2 separate regions of the Pan troglodytes genome follow, and region 2 is linked to region 1. The links are chromatin contacts, called in public HiChIP or PLAC-seq maps. All regions are on one chromosome and are shown on one strand. Each heading gives the region's core, a stretch centred on a gene start, on an enhancer-like site or on the middle of the called end of the contact. The rest is flanking DNA. Distances are from core to core; before and after follow the strand shown. Region 1 holds the start of GNG4 (G protein subunit gamma 4). Region 2 holds the start of B3GALNT2 (beta-1,3-N-acetylgalactosaminyltransferase 2).

Region 1 (4,274 bases), core at 660-3,159:
AATGAAGCAAATCTTAAATTAAGGAGTCTTTCCCCACCACGCTCTGTCCTCCTCCCCACTTCACCCTCCCGCCGTTTCGCGTTATTTCCAAGGCAATTTAAAAAATCAAGCCAAACAAAGCTCCCCGGTTGCTGCCGGGCGCGCGCGGCGAACGAAGCACATTTCAGTTCAGCACCAGCCTCGGGGACAGACGCCATCAAGGAGGTGAGGAAAACCACCCTCAGCTGCGGTGGCTCCAGCGTCACCCCGAGTGCTCCCGAGGCGGCGTCCGGGCTGCTGGGGAGCCAGGAGGGCTTCCTCAGGCACTCGCCAGAAACATTTCCCCAAAGAAAACGCCCAACCAGCCACGCCATCTCCTGCCACTGAGGTCCTTTTCCACGGGGGACGTCCCCGCTGGGAGAACGGCAAACGCTCTGTGACCTACAAATGGAAGAGGGGACCCCCGAGCCCCCACCTGCCTCATGCCGGAGGGACCGGGCGCCCCCAGCCCCGGAAGCCCCTGGACGCGCTCCGAGGGGGCTGTCCACACCCGCGCGCGGGCTTCCCCGGGGCCCGGCGGGAGGTCCCGGGAGAGGAGGCCGAAGGAACCACAGGGCTTTGTGTCGCGTGCAGCAGCAGCTGGCGGCGTGAGGACCACACCGGCGCCAGAGCCGTCTCCCTAGGTCCGGAGACTTTCACCCCGAGTTTCTCTTCCGCGTCTGGCTGCACCGGGCTGGGCTCTCCCCGCGGACACCCGGGGCTCCGGCCGGGCGCCCACTTACCCGGAGCGGGATCACGCGCGGGCTTCGTCTGCAGCGCGGTGCTCGCGGGGGGCGGCCAGGCCGAGCGGCATCGCTCCGCATCGGGGCGCGGGCCGGGCTCGGGTGCAAACGCGCGCCTCGTGCCCCTCCCGCCGCCCGCGGGGTCTCCGCGTCCCGTCACCGGCCCCGCCCCGCGCCGCGCCTCCCGCCCTGCAGGGCCCGACCACGCGGGCCTGGGGGCGCAGGCGGACCCTCCCCCGGCCCTGGACGCTGGGGGCTTCTGCTCGGCCCCCTGTGCCGTGGGGGCCCAGACTGGGGAAGGGGGAGCCGGCGACTCTGCGACCCTCGCCCCCGTTCCACGCTGGCCGCGCCCACTCCGCCGCGGGGTCTCGCCCGGGAAATCCCGCCCGCTGCCACCGACGTCACTGCTGCGTCACCGGGGCTCCCGCGCTCCCCGCCCCCGCCCCCGCCCCAGCCCCGGCCCGCGCCCCCCGCCCGCTACTCGGGCCCACGCCCCCTGTCCCAGCAAAGGGCCGCGCCCCCGCCCCGCCCCCCAGGAGCCCGCGTGGCCGGGGGACCACTGGAGGGGTCTGTGGGGCGGGGCCGGGGGGTAAATCACTGGGGGGGCCTGGGGGACCGAGCCGTGGGGGAATCACTGGAGGGGTCTGGGGGGCGCGGCCGGGGGGAGATCACTGGGGGGATCTGCGGGGCGGGGCCGGGGGGGAAAATTAGTGGAGGGATCTGCGGGGCGGGGCCGGGGGGGGGAAATCACTGGAGGGGTCTGGGGCGGGGCCGGGGTTGCTGGAGGGGTCTGGGGACGGGGCCGCGGTCAGCGCGGGCTCCCCGAAGCCTCAGGTACCGCCCTCGCTCGGGGTGAGCTCCAGCGCCTGGGCCGTTGGGGCGCGGGCCGCTTCCCACCCTGCACCAAGGGACGCCTCGGAAGCCTCCGGCCAAGGCGGGGAACGGCGGAGAAACGCGGAATACCTGTGCGAATTCGCGCGGCCGCGTCGCCACTAACCCGGCGAAGGCTGACCCGACGTTGCTGAGTGACGGGGCCCAGGGGCCGGCGAGGCCCCCACTCCGGGGGGAGCGAGGCCGGGAGGGCGGAGGGCGCGTGCTGGAGGCGGGGGTGCCCTTCGCGCCCCGGTTCTAGGAGCGACTGCTCTCCAGGCCTCGTCCCTGTGGCACCGCAGGCTTTTGCGCTGGAGATTTTAAAACACTTTAGTGATTACAGCCCTCTTCCTTTCAGGGAAAAAACAGTTTAAGCGCCGTCCATTTTCCGACTTGGTAAAATAATACGAAACCTTGGGAATAGAGAAGCAACGAAAACATTTCACGTAGTGTTGGCAAGATTTGTAGAAAAGGAGGCCAATATTAATTCCCTTTGTGAAAACAACAACATAACATCATGATGAACGATTAGGAAATATTTCGGGAAGATCGGGGCGCCTCATCCTCATCCGCCGTCCACAAGCGGTCCCTGCCACAAAGGACACAGGGCGCGCTTGTTGCTCAGATCCCTGGCCCCACTGGTTGGACCTTGCCCTACACACACGTGTACCTTCTCGGAGCCCAAGGGCCAGATTGGATGCGAACGCGGAGATCACAAAGGCCCGTAAACACGGGGCCAGCAAACACATCGATTTTTACAAAGCTCTCAAGTGCCCATTTAAGGCACAAAATTAAACCTTGGCAAAACGACTAAGCCAGTCCATGTCCACCTCACAGACTTTTAAAAGTGAGAAAGATATATGAGTACTGCATTGAAAATTCAAGCAAATCCAAACCCGAGCTCATTGTTTTCACCCCAAAATCTTATTTCTCCTGCATTTCCTGCCCACCTCCCGCCCCCGACTGGTTGGCTAAGGCAGAATCCTAGGTTTCCTTTGATCCCAAATCCCAATCTCAATTAATCAATCACAAGGGAAATCAGTGTCTACACTTTCAAGCGCATGATTTCCTTATTTTATCTTTCGAATTGTTACACTATCATTCAAGATAGGATTATGTCAGTTTTAAACAGGAGGAAGAGGCCAGTCAACCAGTGGTTCCAGAGTGGATCCCAAGACCAGTAGAATCAGCGTGTCACCTGGGAATCTTTTAGAGATGCAGACTCCCAGGCCCCACCCAGACCTAAGGAATCAGAAACTCTGGGGGTGGGGCCCAGCAACCTGTGATTCCCCAAACCCTCCAGGTAATTCTGATTCCGTTCATCTCTGGACATCACCCAGGATAGCTGCAGTAGTGTAAAGTCTGGCACCAGGACCCTGGGTATCAGTTTTCTTTCTTCTTATTTATTTATTTTTTTCCGGAGTGGGAGGGAGTCTCGCTCTGTCGCCCAGGCTAGAGTGCAGTGGCGCGATCTCGGCTCACTACAATCTCCTCCTCCTGGGTTCAAGCGATTCTCCTGCCTCAGTCTCCAGAGTAGCTGGGACTACAGGCGTACGCCACCATGCCCAGCTAATTTTTGTATTTTTGGTAGAGATGGGGTTTCACCGTGTTGGCCAGGATAGTCTCGATCTCTTGACCTCATGAGCTGCCCTCCTCGGCCTCCCAAGGTTTTTCTTCTTTATTCCTAGTCATATCCTTCGTTCTGAAGTCTTCTTTGTTTATATCTATATAACCACTGCAGATTTCTTACTATTAGTGTTTGCATGATATGTGTTTATATCCTTTTAATTTTTAAATCTATCTGTATCTTTTTTTTTTTTTTTTTTTGAGACAGACTCTCGCTCTTGTCGCCCAGGCTGGAGTGCAATGGTGCCATCTCAGCTTACTGCAACCTCCGCCTCCCAGGTTCAAGTGATTCTCCTGCCTCAGCCTCCTGAGCAGCTGGGATTACAGGCGTCCACCACCACACCCAGCTAATTTTTGCCTTTTTAGTAGAGACCGGATTTCAACTTGTTGTCCAGGCTGGTCTCAGACTCCTGACCTCAGGTGATCCTCCCACCTCGGCCTCCCAAAGTGCTGGGATTACAGTCGTGAGTCACCGCGCCCGGCCTGTATCTTTATTCTTAAAAGTGGGATTCTCCATCTTCGTAGGCAGCACAGAGCTGGATCTGCTTTTAAAATTCAGCTTGACGATCTGTCAGCTTGACAACTAATAGTAAAAAATCCGCAGTGGTTATATAGATAAAAACAAAGAAGACTTCAGAACAAAGAATATGACTAGGGATAAAGAAGGAAAACCTTGGGAGGTCGAGGCGGGAGGATCATGAGGTCAAGAGATCGAGACTATCCTGGTCAACATGGTGAAACCCCATCTCTACTTTTAATTGGAATGTTTAGTTCATTTACTTCTTATGTAATTATCATGTGGTTGGGTTTAAAACTACCAACTTGCTATTTGTTTTCTGTTTGTCCTATTCTTCATTCCTTTTTTCCTGCCTGAGTATACTTTAGTATTCCATTTTATCTCAAGTATTGACCTTCATTTTCCTCCTCTTTCTTTGTTCTAGGGTTTATAAAATGCATCTTTAATTTACCGTCGACTACCTTCAAATAACATCATACCACTTCTTCTTCACTATTAGA
Region 2 (4,334 bases), core at 237-2,736, 150 kb before region 1:
GGTCACACAAATCCTTTTCAAAGAGCTAGTGATCTAATAGGAAAAGAGACTGTTACCAAAATAACCTCAACATAATTTCATATAACTGAGACTGTTTTGAGGATTGCCGAATACTTTCTACTTATAAGGCATAGAGTGCTGAACTGCAAACACTCAATTCTAATTTTAAGAACTTTTGGATTAGAAAACAGCTGTTTTGGGGAGAGATGGTAAGGAAAAAAAGTCCCAGTATAGTTACAAAATTAAGTATTACATAATATTTAAAAGAGCTTTCTAGGTTTCTTTCATGTTCTAGGGCAAGCCATTAAAGAAGAAGACAAGAGATACAGGGAAAGCTAAAGTAGTGTTCAGGGTGGTGGAACCCACTAACAAAACAATCGGCTGGGCACCGTGAGTAAAGCATTCTATTAGGCTGTGACGCGAAACAAGAACAAAGGTTTCATTCCTACGAGAGATTAAGTTTTAGAGCAAATGGACATGATCGTTAAAGAATTTGATATTTCCATGTAAACTGCATTAGCAGGTTATGCGATCCAAACTCAGGAACAACTCCACTCTCGGCCATGCCCTATTTCATGTCTAGATTTGTTTAACCGACTTACATCATAATCCAAGAATACGAACTACAGTATATTGTTACAGCAAAGTTATTCCTTAAAAGCAAAACCGAGCCACCTTTGAAAACACGCACACACATTATCCACGGCACTAAAACCCCAGTCTTGACCGAGAAAGACCAACAACTTGGAGGGGAAGAAAACAACTTCAGAGCCAGAGCTCCCAAAGCAGAAAGCGCTGGCGGCTGAAGGGCACACGAGGTTCCGCTCCCGGGCGAACCGGCGGCGTCGGACATCACTAACCAGGCCTGGGGACGGGCGAAGGACTTGCAGCTGCGGGCGCCGGCTCTGCGGCCGTTAAGGGAAACGGGGAAGTGAGAAGCGGCGGGGACACGAAAAGAGAAAAGCTCCCTCAAGTTTGCCCGATGTTAACGCTCCAAGGATGAAAAGAGCCGTTTGTTTCGTCTGGGGACCGTCGCGTTTGGCCCTTCCCCCGCCTCCAACAATTCCCGGCGAAGCCCCGCGGCACCAAGCCGGGCCTCCCACCCCCACGGCGGCCGCCAACCCGCCCGGCCCCAGGACCTCACCTGCAGGGCCGGCCCCGGAGGCGCGGGCGGGCGGCGGGGAGCGCAGCCGCAGCCAGAGGTGCAGCGCGGCCCCGAGCACACACGGGCACAGCAGCACCAGCCAGTTTCGCATTGGCCGCCCCCGCCGCGAGCCGGGCTCTACCGCGTCCCGGCGGAGAGGGAGGGGACCTGCAAGTGCGGAGACTGAGGGGCGGCGGCTGACGAGCGACCCTCCGAGCACGCCCACCCTCGCGCTCGGCGACGTCTGGGGGGGCTCCTCGCAGCTCCCGGCCCCGCTCCTCCGGTCCCTCAGACCGCGGGTGGCCGCGGCTTAGCCGGCCGAAGCCCCGCCCCCTCCGCCTCGCCTTCCCACCGGCTCCGCCCACCTTTTCTCCCACTCGCCCCGCCCTCTCCTCCCGCGTTTCCACACGCGTCCGCCAGCCGGCCGGGAGCTGAAGTCCCGCTCTGGGCCCAGGCAGGGGGCGCCCGCGGTTTAGAAACCACATTTCCCATGAGCCTAAGCACGCACTTCCGTCACTCGGCGGCCGCGGGGACGAAGCGCGAGGCCCCACACAGAGCATGCGCATCCCCCTTGACGTTTGCTGCCACCCCACGGCCCAGGGGAGGTAGTGCCGGAGACCCGGTGCTCGGAGGCTGCCCGGAGCCGCGAAGGGAAATGCGCTTTGCCTCAGATTTGAAGGAAATCCGAGTGGCTCTTGTGTGAAATCACGCAGAGCTCCTTTGTTCCGCGTGCTCTCTTGCTCGACTGCTGTGGGAGGTGGGATCCTGCTGACATCTCCTTGGCCCGTAGAGTGGGGCGAGGAAGCCCGAGTGTCCGCGCCTGGAGCGGTGACTCATCAGGGATTAGCTCTGGTGCCGTGGGTTCCCGGCTCTTTGCCCGGTTCTGTGCTCTGGGAACGCAGGGTGACAGACAGCGAGCTGGGGACTAGGCTGTGGAGCACGATGATGACGAGCCAATCAGGGTAGAACTGCACGTGCTCCGGGTTCATACTGGAGCTGGGAGCGAAACGGGAGCCGGGCGAGCTGGGAGAACGTGGGCTCCGGGGACCTGGGGAAGGGTGGCCGCAGCGCGCCTTCCAGGCAGAACGCCGGCCCCGCGTCTTGCGGCTTTGCCCCGGGTGGGAGCCCTCCTGGCCCACCAGGCCCGCGCCGAGGCAGCCGGAAAGCGGGGACGGGGCGGTGAAGGCACTGGGGTGAGGATGGGAGAGAAGGATGAGAACGAGCGGCTGGGCTATGGGGGCGGTTTTTGTTTCTGCTTTTGTTTTTGAGACGGAGTCTCACTCTGTCACCCAAGCTGTAGTGCAATGGCGCGATCTCGGCTCGCTGCAACCTCCGCCTCCTGGGTTCAAGCGATTCTCCTGCCTCAGCCTCCTGAGTGGCTGGGATTACAGGCGCCCGCCACTGCGCCCAGCTAATTTTTGTATTTTTTTTGTAGAGACGAGGTTTCGCCATGTTGGCCAGGCTGGTCTCCAGCTCCTGACCTCAGGTGATCCGCCCGCCTCGGCCTCCCAAAATGCTTGGATTACAGGCGTGAGCCACCGCGCTCGGCCGCGGTTTTTTTTTTTTTTTTTTTTTTTTTTAAGTTTCCACAAGTGTGGAAACAGAAGGTGACTGTATTATTGAAAAAAAGTCTTGGATGACAGAAGACCCAACTCAAACAGGCTTAAGGGAAAAAAGTACTTTGGCTCGCGGTGGCTCACGCGTGTAATCCCAGCACTTTGGGAAGCCGAGGTGGGCGGATCACTTGAGGGCAGGAGTTCGAGACTAGCCTGGGTAACATGGTGAAACCCTGTCTCTACTAAAAATACAAAAATTAGTCGGGCGTAGTGGTGGGCACCTGCAGTCCCAGCTACTCAGGAGGCTGAGGCAGGAGGATCGCTTGAACCCAGGAGGCGGAGGTTGCAGTGAGCCGAGATCGCGCCATTGCACTCCAGCCTGGGTGACAGAACGAGACTCTGTCTCAAAAACAAACAAACAAACAACAACAACAAAAAAGAAAAGGCAAGAAAGTAATAATTGGTTGCCAGAAAAAGTATACTATTTTTATCCTCAGGAAAGGTAGTAAATGGCCTCTGTTGATATTGTAAAATTTTCATTTTGTGAATTAGAATGAGTTATCCTAAAAAGAGGACTAATCCCTCATTTCAGCAGAGCTAGTCATTCGACAAATACTTATTGAGTGTCTATTATGTGCCAGCACTTTTGTAGGTACTTTAGATACACCAGTGAACAAAATAAAGATCCCTATCCTGTGTTGATGGGGAGTAGGGCGCAGACTATAGACATAATAAAGAAATATACTCAACCAGCATGTTAGAAGGTTATTCCTGCTCTGGAAAATATAACAATTAGGGCCATGTAGGGGAAGTGTGAGTGTGGGATTGAAATGAGACAGATTGCAGTATCAACTAGCAGTATTTAAACAACTGTTCAAAGTTACAATGAGCACTAAAGGGAAGAATAAACATAAGTCATCCGAATATATTAAATAATCAAGGTGTTGTTTCACTTAACAACCTAGAGGGGAAGTTTTTCACTGGCTCTCTGACAGGCTTGTAACAAAAATAGTTTTGAATAACTTTGTAACACCTTCAAATCACATCAGAGTGGGAGATGTCTATAGTACTTGTTCATAGGACCAGTGACCTTTCCACTTACCTGTTTTCTACTGTCCCCTAATAATCTCATGACTAAAGTGAGTTAAGATTGCAAGACAGTAATTCCTGTAATCCCAGCACTTTAGGAGGCTGAGGTGGGAGGATCACTTGAGTCCAGGAGTTCAAGACCAGCCTGGGCAACATAGCAAGACCTCGTCTCTACAAAAAATTAACAATTAGCTGGGCATGGTGGTATACGCCTATAGTTCCAGCTACTCAGGAGGCTGAGGCAGGATGATCACTTAAGCCCCAGAGTTCAAGGTTAGAGTGAGCTATGATCACACCACAGGACTCAGTCTGGGTGACAGAGTGGGACCTTGTTTCTAAAAAAAAAAAAAAAAAGGTAAAAGTGACAGTATGTATAATGGAAAGAATAAAAAAACTCAGTAGTGATATAAACAGTCTGTGCAGTCAAGGGGCTCATAGGGTAAGTAGGAACAAGTTAACAGAATTAGAATTAGAATTAGGGAGAGACAAACTAGGGTGGTTGGTAACCATGATGGCAATTCAATGTGATAAGTGCTCTGAGAAAG

Evidence for each region. HiChIP or PLAC-seq counts read pairs in DNA pulled down with a chosen protein or histone mark.
Region 2: a contact with region 1 is called in an H3K4me3 HiChIP or PLAC-seq map of stem cell-derived excitatory neurons, with 2.5 times the contacts expected there. The contact joins the promoter of B3GALNT2 here to the promoter of GNG4 in region 1. A contact is called at or near these places in 1 of 7 Hi-C or Micro-C datasets (stem cell-derived neural progenitor cells) and 1 of 1 datasets of contacts at active chromatin or transcription factors (stem cell-derived excitatory neurons).

Annotation. Positions count from the first base shown.
Region 1 is chr1:13,511,680-13,515,953 of NHGRI_mPanTro3-v2.0_pri, reverse strand. GNG4 (G protein subunit gamma 4) reads right to left here and starts at 1,909. Exons shown (of 4, transcript XM_054660529.2): 1 at 1,725-1,909.
Region 2 is chr1:13,658,111-13,662,444 of NHGRI_mPanTro3-v2.0_pri, reverse strand. It overlaps B3GALNT2 (beta-1,3-N-acetylgalactosaminyltransferase 2), which reads right to left and starts at 1,486. Exons shown (of 13, transcript XM_054660491.2): 1 at 1,145-1,486. The coding sequence starts at 1,256.